Regions from separate parts of the Rattus norvegicus genome. Here all the other regions are linked to region 2. Evidence: chromatin contacts called from public Hi-C data. All regions are on one chromosome and are shown on one strand. The core of a region is the stretch at or near the end of the contact, and the rest is flanking DNA. Distances in the headings are between cores, read along the strand shown. Region 1 has its middle 150 kb from the start of Slc14a2. Region 2 holds the start of Setbp1 (SET binding protein 1). Region 3 overlaps Setbp1 (SET binding protein 1).

Region 1 (4,321 bases), core at 266-2,765, 360 kb after region 2:
ACTCAGAAAATCCCAGTCAGTTCTTCCTCTTCTCTATAGTCTGTCTTGGATTAAACAGAGAAACTATAATCTTTCTAATTCCAGTTCACAGGTTGATACTTCCAAAATCAGTAAGGATGTATAAGTGTCTCCATAATGTCTTCTTAAGGGCTTCTCACACAGGAGTAAAGTCTGCCCTTGTCTCAAGTCCAGGGTTTTCATTCAGCCAACAGCGTGTTCGCAGTCATTCTCAAGAGAGGAGCAAATGTCTGTACCTGTGTTGTTATGAATGAATCTCTCTACAAATAGATAAGTGGAAGCAATAAATGTCTCATAACTTTGCTACAAGTCTTTTTTCCTTCAGTTAACTTACTACTCTATTCCACCAGCCAAGTCAATTCTGAGTCCAGAGCCACGGGATTGTTTCTCCATCCCTGGGAGAAGTTAGGTTCCCAGAAGGACTCAGTCCTCTCTATTTTTCTAGTCTCTGGGCATTTTTAACTTAAAATCCAGAAGGAACATAGATGGGGGCTTTGTCTGGGGGTGGTGTTTCTGATCTTTTACTTGTCTGTTTTGAGATGGTGTCTCATTGCGCAACCTGAGTCAACTTCAGCCTCTGAACAATCATCCTGCCTCCGCCACAGAAGCGCTGTGATTACAGTGGACACCATCACAACCACATGAAGAACATAGTTTTTGGGTTTTTTTTTTTCTCCTGTGCCTTCAAAGTCAGATATGTACTCTGAAAGGATGTGTACGAACCACCCTATCTACCTGTATGAGGGTGTTAAGAGACAGAGATGTCGGAAACAGTTCCCACCTTGAAGACCCATCTGGGATGAGGTGGAGAGCCGGGTAGTTTGATTTGCAGAGCTGAAGGATGGCCGGGAATAGGCTCTTTTTAGGTCAGTTGAGATAACCAGTGGGCGTGGCGGGTGGGGAAGGGAAGGGATCCCACACAGAGCTGTGCATCTCCATCGATAGTGCCAACCCTGATTTTTGTGGGAAATGCCAATATCCAGATTTCCAGTTCTTTTTTGTCAGATTTCTAGTTCGCATAAAACTGTGGCAATATACTTTCTTGTCATGAAAGCTTTTAATTTCTAAGATGAAATTAGAGAAAAAAAAATCAAGTTCCAAAGTGTTATTCACATTCACATATGGTAAAGCTGGGATGCACTGAATGAGAAATGTTAAAATCTCCAAACAGAAAGCACACACATTCTCTTATTAAGCTTGATATTTTAAAAATAACTAATTAGCTTCCTTTCAGTAGACAATGCATTGGAGAAAGAGTCCTGAGGCCTAGGATATATTTTGGCTTTGTCACTGAAGAATTCTATCCCTGGGAGTAAAATGTCGTGAAGCTATCCCACACCTGCTCTATAAAGAGGGAACTGGAACACTGTGAGGTCCACAGCATCCTTAGATGTGGGGCATCTTGTCACCTTTATGCCTTCTCTATAAACCCTGCCCTTGGTTCTCAACTCCATGCTTCACTATTCGTGAAGCAAGTGGCATTCTGAGTTGTGGCCTCAGCAGCAGATCTCGTTCCAAAACACTGACGGTTAGGAAGACATTGTGCAGCTCTATAGTCAAGCCCATACACCCTCCCTTTTCGCCTGCCTCCCTCTCTTCCCTTGATAGCGCAGTGCCAGGTACCAACCTCATAAAGATGAGTAAGAAAAGCCCACCCCTCATTTAGGTTTCTTGTTTGGGTTTTCATTGTGTTGATATCCTCCTGTCTCAGCCTCCACAGCAAGAAAACTACAAACCTGCACGACTGGAATCTATTCAAGCTACCCTACCTAGATAATGATTATTCCCGCCCCATTATCTGCCTCTCCAAAGTCTAATTATCTTTATGGCTTTATTCAAACTTCAGTTCCTCTCAGAGGTCTTGTGACCTCAACCCACAATCATTGCTTCTTGTACCACTCACCTGCTAACTGGCCTCATTCATTCCCGAGACGGTGGTGTATAATTATCAGTCAGTGGCTGCCAGGTGAAGTTAGAGGCTGCTCTCTGTACAAGGGAACCTCACTGAAAAGACAATGGCTGGGAGATGAAACCCAGCTGAGATTCTCCTCACCAAGCTGGATGCCTTGGTGGGATATCTGCTTCAAAACACATTCTGTTTATCAGTCTCACATAAGTAACAGACACAAAGGGAAAGGAATGAGAGAGAGAGAGAGAGAGAGAGAGAGAGAGAGAGAGAGAGAGAGAGAGAGAGAGAAGCAGAGAGAGAGAGAGAGAGAGAGAGAGAGAGAGAGAGAGAGAGGCAGAGATGAGATGCAGACACACCCAGGAAGCGAATCTAATATAGAGTCTTAAAAAATATGGTCAAGTTCTTCTACCTTTTCTGCCTTCTCAAATCTTGCATGTTGCTTTGCTTCTGACACTTCTAGTTTTAATCTAACACACACACACACACACACACACACACATTCACATTCACATATGCACACACAAACACACTCTCACACACACACATTCACATACACATACACACAAATACATATACCACAAACACATACATACATACATACTCACATACACACACAAAAACAAACATTCAAATAAACGCACATATACATACATTCACATACATAAGCACACACACAATACACACAATTACATACATACAAAAACACATACACATTCAAAATTATAGACACATATACACACAGAAATTTCACTCAGCAATAATGTGAATTCTAAATACCCCTGAATCTATTCTCGAACTAAGCAACTGGCATAGCACTTTGTCAGGAAAGATGGGACAAAAACATAGACAATAGTGAGGTTTGGTAGCATATCCCTGCTAATAATATTCACTCAGTTATTTAATATCTGATGCCCCAGAAGATCTAAAGATGTATGGAACTTTTATTATGAAATAATTAAGAGTCATAGGAGCAAAGGAATATTCAAAGATGCCCCTCACAATTTTTCTCTTGCATCAGTGTCCCACATAATCACCACGCAGTATCTATAGAATAACCTGATAGGTTAAAATCCACAGAGCCTAGTCACATGTCCTCCTAATGTGAGTGTGCCTCACGTGTGTGTGTGTGTGTGTGTGTGTGTGTGTGTGTGTGTGTGTGCCTGTGCATGCTCATGTGTGTTGGTGGTGGTGTATCTGAGTATTTTATAAAGATTCATGGAATTCTGTTGCATGCATGGCTTTATGTAACTTCTGGCACAGTTGACATACTCTGTTGTAGCATCCCCACACATATATCACTAAACTTACCACCCTCCCCCACCATGTCCACACTCCTAACAAACATCTATGCATGTCCCATCTCCACAATTTTGCTCCTTCAGGAACATACACAAATGGAAGTGTGTAACACATATTCCTTTCTTTCAAAAATATACTTTAGGATGACTTTAGATTTAACAACATTCTGAGCCCAGTTTCCCTAATTACTATAGTGTGAGAATTCAATGGTATAATACTGCAAGTCCAAGTTAATAGTTAGGCTTATCATAATTAATAAAATAATATCACTACATTCCCCATGTCATGTTGATGTCCTTTACATATGACTATTAATTTTTACACTATTTAGCTTCTATTAGATATGATGGCTTTTCAGATTTTAACTGTTTTTTTTTTGTTTGTTTTGTTTTGTTTTGGTATCCTTCATAGTTTCGAAGAAAGCTAGCCAGATATTTTGTAGAACATCCCTTGCCTAGGATTTGCCAGAACTTTTCCCCTACAGGTAGATGGATCGTAAGTTTTCGAGATGAAGACAGCAGTAGAAAACTTGATTCTGGTTGCTCTTACAAAGGTAGGTACTGTCAACATTATGCTGTTGACCTTGCTTGCCTTCCTGAGTTAGCCTCCGTCTAGCTTTTCAACAATAGATTTCTTGTTTCCTGTTTCCAATAGGGTGCTTTCTGTGAGGAAGCTGTACCACAGCCCACGTTTAAGAAGTGTGAAATTACGCTCCACCTCTTCAAATAGGAACATAAATTATTTGGAATTCATATGCTTAAAATATTTTTTCTTATTTTGATTCTTTTGATTTTGAAATCAGTTCGTACTTACAAAAAAAATTACAAAGCCAGTACAGATTTTTATGTAATATCTTCCCCCAGCTTCCTGTCGGGTTAAAATTGTACATAACTGTGGCGCAGCAAGAAGTTAACTTTGGTACAATTCCACTGGTATAACTTCAGAATGGTTTCCTCTCCTTTTTCTAATAGTGTCATTCAGTACATTTTAACTATAAAGCCTCAGCAGATTCAATCCAGAGAATAGTACTTAGCAACAAGCAAAAGACAGAGGGCAAACGCCCAGAAGACCACCAGTATATAGCAAACTAATGCA
Region 2 (4,235 bases), core at 204-2,703:
TTCTTCCCTTCTTTCTCTTCTCATAACTAAAGACAGGCTTTTAAGAAACCCTCAGTGAGAAGACAAGGGACATAGGGTCCATTCGTGACTTTAATTCTACGGCTTGGGCTAGTCTACCGTTTCCTCAACATTGTGCTGACGGAAGTCCACTAGGTATTCTCCCAGGTGAACACCATCTCTGCACTCATTTATACTTAACGAGCTATTGTAGTGGATTTTGGAAGAAGGAACAGGTTTCTTCTATTTGCTTTCAAAGCGAGGAGTCACGGGATGGAAAAGAAGACCCTGTACACAAACCAGGAAGCGTGCTCCCCTCCCCCTTCTGATTATGACATCTGCCAGCCATATAGGGTGGGAAAGCCATTCCTATTTCTGAGTGGCCTTCTCCTTTGAGAAGGGACGGGAAACCTACTGGATGCTACTACTGACTTAGATTCTGTTCTGTTTAGGTCTAGGATTCAGAAGTCTGGGAGCACAAGCTCACGGCCATTTGATCCAAAGTACGTTTGGTTTTGACCTTGCTTCTGTGCCTTGGTTTCTGTCTCCTTTAGCAGTCTATCCACCCTACTCTTTTTTTTTTATAATTAAAGATTATAAAAAAATAATTAATAATAACGTCCCAATATGAACGAAGATAAAAGACCTGTTGAAATGCTACCCTGAAGTCTTTCAGTGACAGCTTTGGGAAAAGTTCGTGTCCAAACAGAGCCGTTCTCTGAGAAGTAGACCACGGTGAAACCAATTTGATTCACTTTGGAAACTCCAGGTAAAAGGGTAGCCTGAGCGTAGTTCTGTGGTAGCATTCATACTATCAACTAACGCAGGACCGTAGTAGCTGGTAGGCTTGGTGAAAGGAAGCCCTCTTGCTCACCTCTGGGTCATTCCATTCGTCAGTCCAAACGACCCCAAACTCTTAGAAAACATGAGATCCAGGAACCCTCTCAAAACTCCCATTTTACTGGAGGTTTAAAAGAGATCCATTGTAGGTGCCCCCCAAAACCATCACATTCACCTCATTTTGTCACAGGGCATCGATAGAAACCTGAGGGGTTTCATTGCTCAGTTGTCCTGGAAAGACCCTTGTAACCCAAATACAGATTCTCAGAGGGATTTGAAACAGCGCCGTATTTTATTTTATTTTATTTTATTTTGTCAGAAAGGAAGACGTTGCTCTCATGTTGTTCACTTCTGCCACCCTGTATGTCAATGTGCATTTGTCATCCCTGTCTGGTCCTTGCCTTCATCAAGGGTCCGGTTCTACTGAATAATGAGAGATGCTGGTGAACGTCTGAATGCAAACAAGTAGCTTAACAAAAAATATAAATCTCTGGAAGTGAAATGTAATTACCAGGTTTAAAAAAAAAAAAAAAAAGAGCACCCATTTAGGAGAGCCTATCACGTCTCGCGTCTCTTCACGCAGCTAGCTCCCCCCAACACTGCTCCTGTTGTGTCAGATAGTGGCAGTGTTGAGCCCGGGAACCGGCGCCCAGCCCGCGGCGGTCCCCGCGGCCGCACAGTCTCCGCGGCAGACTCCGACTCGCTGGAGCTACTGGGCCGCGAGGGCACTGGGGAGCGGGAGGGGCTCCGGAGCGGCGAGGGGTCCCCGATCCGCGTCCCCGAACTGTTTTCCTTTCCCCTCCGGCAAGAACCCAGATCCCTTCAATTGACCGAAATCTACCCAGGGGGGCGGTGGAGGGACAGAGAGGTCGTCGGCCGCTCACTGGCTGCGCCTCCTTGGGCTCCGGCTGGGGAGCGGCCCGGGCTCGCGGGGCGAGCAGTGTGGGCTCTCGCGCCCCCTCCGAGAGAGATCGCGGGGTGGCAGTCCCCGTCGGCTCCGCCGCGCGGCCGCTTCAATCCTCCCCCTCCCCCGCGCACGCCCTCCCCCTTCCTTTCAGTAGGACTCCGGGACTCCGGAGAGGGCGCGGGAGGCAGGCACACGGGCCCGACCCCACTCCAGCGCTCGCCGGGGACGCGGGCGGGCGGCGAGGGGACGCGGAGGGGGCGCGGGGCGGGCGCGGCCATAGAGCGGCGGCGGCGGCGGCGGCGGCGGCAGTAGCGACCGCGGGCGGACCAGCGGCGGCAGGGCCGGCGGGCGCCGGGAACCGAACTGCACAGCTCAGCAAAAGCGCCCCAGCCCTCGGCGCGCCGCCTCCTGCGAGCCCAGCCGGGCAACATTTTGTAACCCTCCAATCCATCCTTTGGAGAAAAGGGAAAAAATAGCATTGAACGGAGAGATGGGGAAATCTAAATAATATATATGTACATATGCATATTTATGTATATGTACATATATGTATATTATATTTGGTTCCTGCTAAAATTAGCCGGGCTCGCCGCGCGCCTGTGTGCGAGTGTGTGCGAGTGTGTGTGCGTGCGGGCGGGCGTGTGTGTGAATGTGATTACTCCAGGACTCCTCGGGCTCCGGAGACGCCATTTTCCCCCTTGATATCTCTCTCCGTAAATCGGTGGCGCGGCGGAGGCGGCCGCGGCAGGCGGGAAGCGCGGGGCTGGCCGGGGCGCTCGCCGCCGCCTGCGCGCCCGGGGGCCCCGGCGCCCCCCGAGCGAGGGCGGCCCGCCCCGCGCGTCGCCGTTTGACAGATGCTCGTCGCTATGGAGTTGCCGCAGCAGCACCTTTGGGGGCTCGGACGAGCGACCGGAGGCGGAATCTGAGCGAGCGCCCGGGCCAGCGGAGCCGGAGCCGCCGGGACATGGGTGAGCGAGCGCGGCGACCTTGGCGCGGGAGCTGGGGCGCCTAGCCTCCCGCCGCGCCGCGGGCCCAGCGCGCCCGGGGCCGGGGGCGGTGTGTGCCATGCATGCAAAAGTTCACGTCGCCTTGCCGGGGCTTTGACTTTGCACTGGGCTGGAGTAGGGGTGGGGGGGACCCGGCCAAGGGGGCGGGATGCAGGTCCCCGCGAAGCTGCGCGGGGATGGGCGCGATTCCGCCGGCTGGTGGGTCGCCAGTGGTGCTGACTTAACTGGAGTAGCCCGTTGGTGGCGGTGATGGTGGTAGCATGGGGCTTGGAGGGCTGGGAGCTTATTGAGTTTCGGCTAATCTGATCCCCTCCCCACCCCCTCCTTCTACACCCTCCCTTGGTCCTGCTGCCGGCTGCCTGGGCTGGCGGGTTTGGCTTTGGTGAAGTGGACTGGGGAAAGGGAGGGGGTAGGGAAAGGGGTGGGGAGGCGGCAGGATATTTTTTCCCCTCTCTTTGTAACTTGCAGGTTAAGTGGAGCTAGAGAGCTACATTGTAACCTAGTTGGATTGGGAGGGGGGGTGTTAAATGTATCAGAATCTAACGTGTCGTTAATAGAAGAACAGGCGAGAAGTGGTCCAGCCAATGAAGGTTGGTGTGTGCTTGCGTTCTGGCCGTGTGTTAGTTTTTCTCTTAAAAAAAAAAAAATCGTAATCAGTGGATTTGAGTCTCTTTCTTGTGCTTTCTGGGCTGGGGATTGTGAAAAGGCAGGAATTCCCTTAAAAGCAGAGAATGCCCCTTTGAAAGCACGCATTGTGTGCGTTTGTACAGGAGCAGAGGGCTTGGGAATTAACGGCAGGCTTCCCTTTCGGTGGTTTCCAGTGGGAAATCACTCCGGAAAGGAAGCCCTTCAGTATGGATTTATTGTTTTTGTCTTTCGAACCATTATCTCTTTGACCAAAATACTGTCTGCGAAGTTCCTGAGAATCCAAGTCAGGTAAATTGGAGTGGGCAGATCTGTAGCCAGACAGTGATAACGGGGACGCTGCATTTGGTGTCGTGATGGAAGCATTGCTGGGTAATTGCAATTTCCGATCAGTAGAGCATGCTGCTCCTAAAAAAAAATAAGTTACTGCCGAAATGCTATCTTCTACTCTGACACTCTCCCATCTGCCCCCTCCTATCGGCACCAGCTACTACAGTTCTGAAATTGGACTCAACTAGAGTATTTTCTTGTGGATCAGGAAAGTTGTAGGGGATGAGGCTAGGGATGCTGGGGGTATGGGGATGGGTAGTTACTCCCCTCTGATGCTGCATTTATTCTTTATGTGTCTTTGTGGGATTCTCAGCATGTATATCTGTCTGAACAGACTGCTGAGGGAAGGATTTCCGATTTGTTTCCGTTTTAAATAAACTCTCCCAATAATCTCATGGTTGACTTCTGACGCTAACAGGGCTGTGTGTGTGTGTGTGTGTGTGTGTGTGTGTGTGTGTGTGTGTGTGTCTCCATGTGTCCATGTCCATCTTTAATGTCCTTATTCCTCA
Region 3 (4,385 bases), core at 1,150-3,649, 310 kb after region 2:
AGGGGAGGATTAAGGCTTAAAGGTGTCGACTTCAGTTCCACAGACTCCAGTTAACTCCAGGTTTTAGTCACTGGCTTCTGAGTCTTCTTCCCCTAGCTCTTACTCTCCATAAAACAGCAAATGACTGGCCACACAGATGAATTGAGGCACATCCATCCTCCTCATGAAAAGAAGTCAAGTCTGTCTTCCTATGTCACATGTAAAGAAACCAGGTTAACTGAGGCAGCAGTGATAGGCTCCTCTAGATTAGAACACATTATTAAATACGCTCTTGGCTTACCCGGAAAACTTGGTTCAGCTTCCTGTTAACATCTGGGCTAATAGCTACTTAGTTAATTTCCCCCTGGCATATACTTAAGGGACAAACACAGAGGGACTTCAACCTCTGCTTCTTTGCTTGGACTCTAGCTTCTAGTGTTTAAAATAAAAATATAATTTAGTCTGTCTCAGTTTTCTCCTCTTTAAAGTGGGAATGAATGTAAGGTCCCAGAAATTGGATCATGGTAAATGTGAAATGGATCATGGATATATGTAAGTGATTTGATCTGGTCTCTGGTCCTGGGCAACAAGTATCTCAATAGGATCTAGAACTCCAGGGCTAGAAGGGAAAGGCACAGGCAGGTAGCATAAGTCTCCACATGCTCCTTAGGTTCCAGGTCACGTAGAGTACAGAGCAGTGTCTTTGAACATGGACAGAGCAGAAAAGGAGGAATTGTGTTTGCCACAACACTGAGGAGGCAGCAGACTGGACAGCTGCTGCTTGGCCATCTTTTCAACTTCGCTCTTGGGATTCTGATCAATGGTTCCCAGGTCCCGTGTCAGGTCGTCTCATTCTGGCCCTGACTCAGACCTGTGCTTCCAGATTTATGGATTCGCTGCTGATAACTGAGCTGAATTTATCTTTGCTGATCTCATCATGGAAGCTTTCCCTATGAACTGAATACCAGTTAATATGAGCAGATGCCTGTGCTCCTGCCTTCCCAAGGGCTTTGACTGTGACACAGATGCACTTGATCTTCTTGGGTGGCCATGAACGTGGCTGGGACAGCCCAGCCATGCACCATGCTTTCGGTGTCTGTCGAAAGACCAGAGAGCTTTTGAAAATGTAGAGATACGCTTTTTTTAATAATAATAAAGAGGGTGTATTGTGCTAATCTGTCTTTATCGACATCTCACACCAACCAGTCAGTGTATGAAGAAAGGCAGTACACAAGGTGGTTGGTGGCAGAACGATGCTAGGACAACAAATGGGTTGAACAGAGAAAACTAGAAACTGAACATTACAGATCCATGTCCACAAGGCGTATCTTTAACAGGCAGGAGTAGAGAACGTGCTATTTGGGGTGAAGATATTACATTCTTGACTCGGGAGCTTTTATATGACACATTAATTCCTCCTAATTACCATCCGAGAAGCATTATTAGTATTTTGTACTTAAAGAAACTGAGCCCCCCCCCCCCCAAATTCCCAGTTTCCCAGCTCTGACTCCTTTAGGCAAGCAAGCCCTCTGGGGCTTACTGAAGGCTCTCGATAGTGACAGAAGGACTGCAGCCCAGTTGTAGCACTGATGGCCAGCTAGTTTCATTTGCTTCAGTAATTAGCCTGAGCTCCTGGTGAGCCTCATAGGAACTGGACTGGTGGGCATGAGGTGTGTGTGTGTGTGTGTGTGTGTGTGTGTGTGTGTGTGTGTGTGTGTGTGTGTGTGTGTGTGTGTGTGTGTGTGTGTAGGGGGGATTATCTCTTATATACTATTTTAGGAAAACCTGTAATTGAATCTAATTTCTGCAGCTGCTGTGGTGAAGCAGAATTGCAGGCACAGTGTCAGGGAGAAATTGCTCCCAACGAGCAGGGTGGGAGAAACCAGGAAACCATTGGGAAACCTAGGGCAGAGAGCAGAGGCCCTACCTCACCTGAGGCTAAGGCCAAGGCTGAGCACAGAGGGAAGGGGGTGGGAGAGTAGGGCTTCCTCTGGTCACCCACAAAGAGCTAGCAGCCCTGAGTCGCTGCAGCAGCAGACCCTTTGGTGTCTCCATTCTCTTTCCACCACGGCTTGTAAGTATTAGCCTGATGCTGTTTACCTCTTCTCCCAATCTCTCCGAGGAATATGATTCACACGTTTTCAGATTTATTTGAACAAAATGCAATAAATATGCTGCTTCAATTTTAACTGCTGGCCTGTTGCCAGGGTTTTTAATGAATCTGGCCTGCGCCGCTGAACTGTTCGAAGATCTCCAGGGCTCTGGGCACTGCAAGATTATACACGGTGGTTTGCACACACGTACGCATGGACACACACACACACACACACACACACACACACACACACCTCTCACCACCACCCCCTAACTCCTTCCTATTCCCTGAGGGCCAGTGACTCACAGTCAACTGCAGGATTTTTTAGAGCCAACTCTAGTTAAAATTAGCTGGAGTCTTTATTGTTCAAGGAGAGGAAGATCCCTTGTCCTCTTTCATGACTGCATGGAAATGACATCGTTTAACAACCACTACCTCCACCACCCCACCCGCCTTTGGACTCCTATACCAACCCCTCTTTTCCCTCCTTCTTTGTTTTCTTGCTAATGGTCAGTAGAGCAGACCCAGCCTGTGGGGACTTCCGTATAAAAACAGCTGGCTATGGGGATTTAATGTGGAGATAAAAGGATCCTGAATTGATTTTCACCCACCAAATAGCATGTGCTATGGACTTTTGAGAGGCACAGGAAGGATGAGGGTATCACACCGTTCCCCGGATCATAGGAGAAAAGAACACACAAGGCCAACAGCAGACTGGGATGCCTCTCCCAGATCTTCTGGGAAATGTGTCCTGTATGGAGAGGAAGAACAGAATCTGCAAACTCTGTCTCTCCTCTGGGTGGCCCCTACTTCTTAACTCAGCAACGTATTTCTGAGGATCCAGGGTCTCAGGGCTGAAGGTAATATTACTACACTGACACTATGGTGGCCTCTCAGAACCTTGGCCTTGTGACACTGAACAGCATGGACTCAGAGGTCCCTACCACTTGATGTTCTGTTATCCTAATGTCTGGGCCAGGGAACTCCAGCGTTTCCAAGTCACCATGCTTCACCCTGGTGGTATTTCTGAATTAATGGCTTTCACAGCTAAACTCTCCTCAGTTTTTCATTTTGCTGAAATGAGAAAAGAAAGTAGTCTCTAGCACCGCCACCCTTCTTTTTGTCCTGCTCTGACTGCTGAAATCATAACGCACCACATCGTCTCCTGTTTAATACTCTTCGATTGCAACCTATTCTGTATATAGTGTGGAAAATGTACCATCTTGCGGCAGCTTCCAACAGTGGCGTCCGTGGTGCGGTTTTGGGTCCAATAAGTTGCTGTTTCTATACCCTTGTCAAACGTTGCTGTCATTTAGTGAGACATGCGTTTGTTGGGTATGTGATTGCTTCGGATGAGACACATGTACAGTACGGCCACAGACTCTTCTTCAATTAATAATTATCTTACCAGGAAGTCAAAATTTCAGTGAAGCATAATAATGTTAATAACAATATACCTCCTAGGGGCCAAGTGGTGTGCTAAATACTTAATGGACTTTCCCACCCTTCATTTAAGCCTTACATCAAAATTTCTGTGATCTCTCTGTTCAGTCTTGATTTTCACAGATAAAGAAACTAAGGCGGGGGTGGGGAGGTGGCTCAGTGGTTAAGAGTGCTCATTGGCTGCTTTTCCAGAAGTCATGAGTTCAATTCCCAGCAACCACCTGATGGCTCACAACTATCTATAGTGGGATCTAATGCCCCCTCTTCTAGTGTACAGGCATGCGTACACACAGAGTACTCTTGTTTTTAAGGTAAACAAAATTAAAATAAATAAAATAAATAAACTAAGACTGAATTTGTTTGCGCAAAGCAGGCAGTGGTTGGTGTATCTGACCGATCCTAAAAGTTGAACTGTCATGTAGTCAATAGTTAAAGGGTGGTGATCCAATTGAGGACAGGGGTATAGAAGCACTGAAGGAGGAAGGTTATCTGGCAGGAGTCTGCAGGGATTATCTGAGGGTGATAAAGGGGAGGCACTGATCCATGGGTGAGAGGAGGTACTGGCCTATAGGTTCAAAGAAATTAAGATTGCCTATGAGGATGCTTTTAGAAGAACTGAAGACCACAGTCAGCCTCTCTTAGTCTTTTTTCCTACAGAGAGAGGTTTGGATGAAATGTTGGAGAGAAAAAGCCTCTACCTGCCCAAAACCAGAACCCAGGAGCTCTCAACTCTGGGTATCCTTCAAATAAATTTCTGGCCTGTGAAAAAGCTGCCCTCAGATAACTTTGATTATTTAGAAAAACACATTCCACTTATTACACAACCAACGCTGGAAAAATAAGGTTTTACTGTCAGTTTTACAACTGA

The links. A called contact is a pair of places that touch in the nucleus more often than the background predicts.
Region 1: a Hi-C map of frontal cortex shows a contact between it and region 2, with 2.2 times the contacts expected there. The contact joins the enhancer-like site here to the promoter of Setbp1 in region 2. A contact is called at or near these places in 4 of 12 Hi-C or Micro-C datasets (the Rat2 cell line, frontal cortex, hepatocytes and 1 more).
Region 3: a contact with region 2 is called in a Hi-C map of frontal cortex, with 2.1 times the contacts expected there. The contact joins the enhancer-like site here to the promoter of Setbp1 in region 2. A contact is called at or near these places in 2 of 12 Hi-C or Micro-C datasets (frontal cortex and liver) and 1 of 1 datasets of contacts at active chromatin or transcription factors (oligodendrocytes).

Annotation. Positions count from the first base shown.
Region 1 is chr18:74,460,360-74,464,680 of GRCr8, reverse strand. No RefSeq gene overlaps it. Among named protein-coding and RNA genes, the nearest start is that of Slc14a2, 150 kb to the right of the region's middle. Within about 2 kb of position 1,515, at least 4 of the 93 cell types and tissues checked have an H3K27ac peak or open chromatin away from gene starts, as enhancers often do.
Region 2 is chr18:74,824,673-74,828,907 of GRCr8, reverse strand. It overlaps Setbp1 (SET binding protein 1), which reads left to right and starts at 1,453. Exons shown (of 6, transcript NM_001427626.1): 1 at 1,453-2,712. It overlaps LOC120098177 (serine/arginine repetitive matrix protein 5-like), which reads right to left. Exons shown (of 5, transcript XM_039097295.1): 5 at 2,400-3,143. The coding sequence ends at 2,400.
Region 3 is chr18:74,519,010-74,523,394 of GRCr8, reverse strand. All of the region lies in intron 4 of Setbp1 (SET binding protein 1), which reads left to right. Among named protein-coding and RNA genes, the nearest start is that of Slc14a2, 210 kb to the right of the region's middle. Within about 2 kb of position 2,399, at least 13 of the 93 cell types and tissues checked have an H3K27ac peak or open chromatin away from gene starts, as enhancers often do.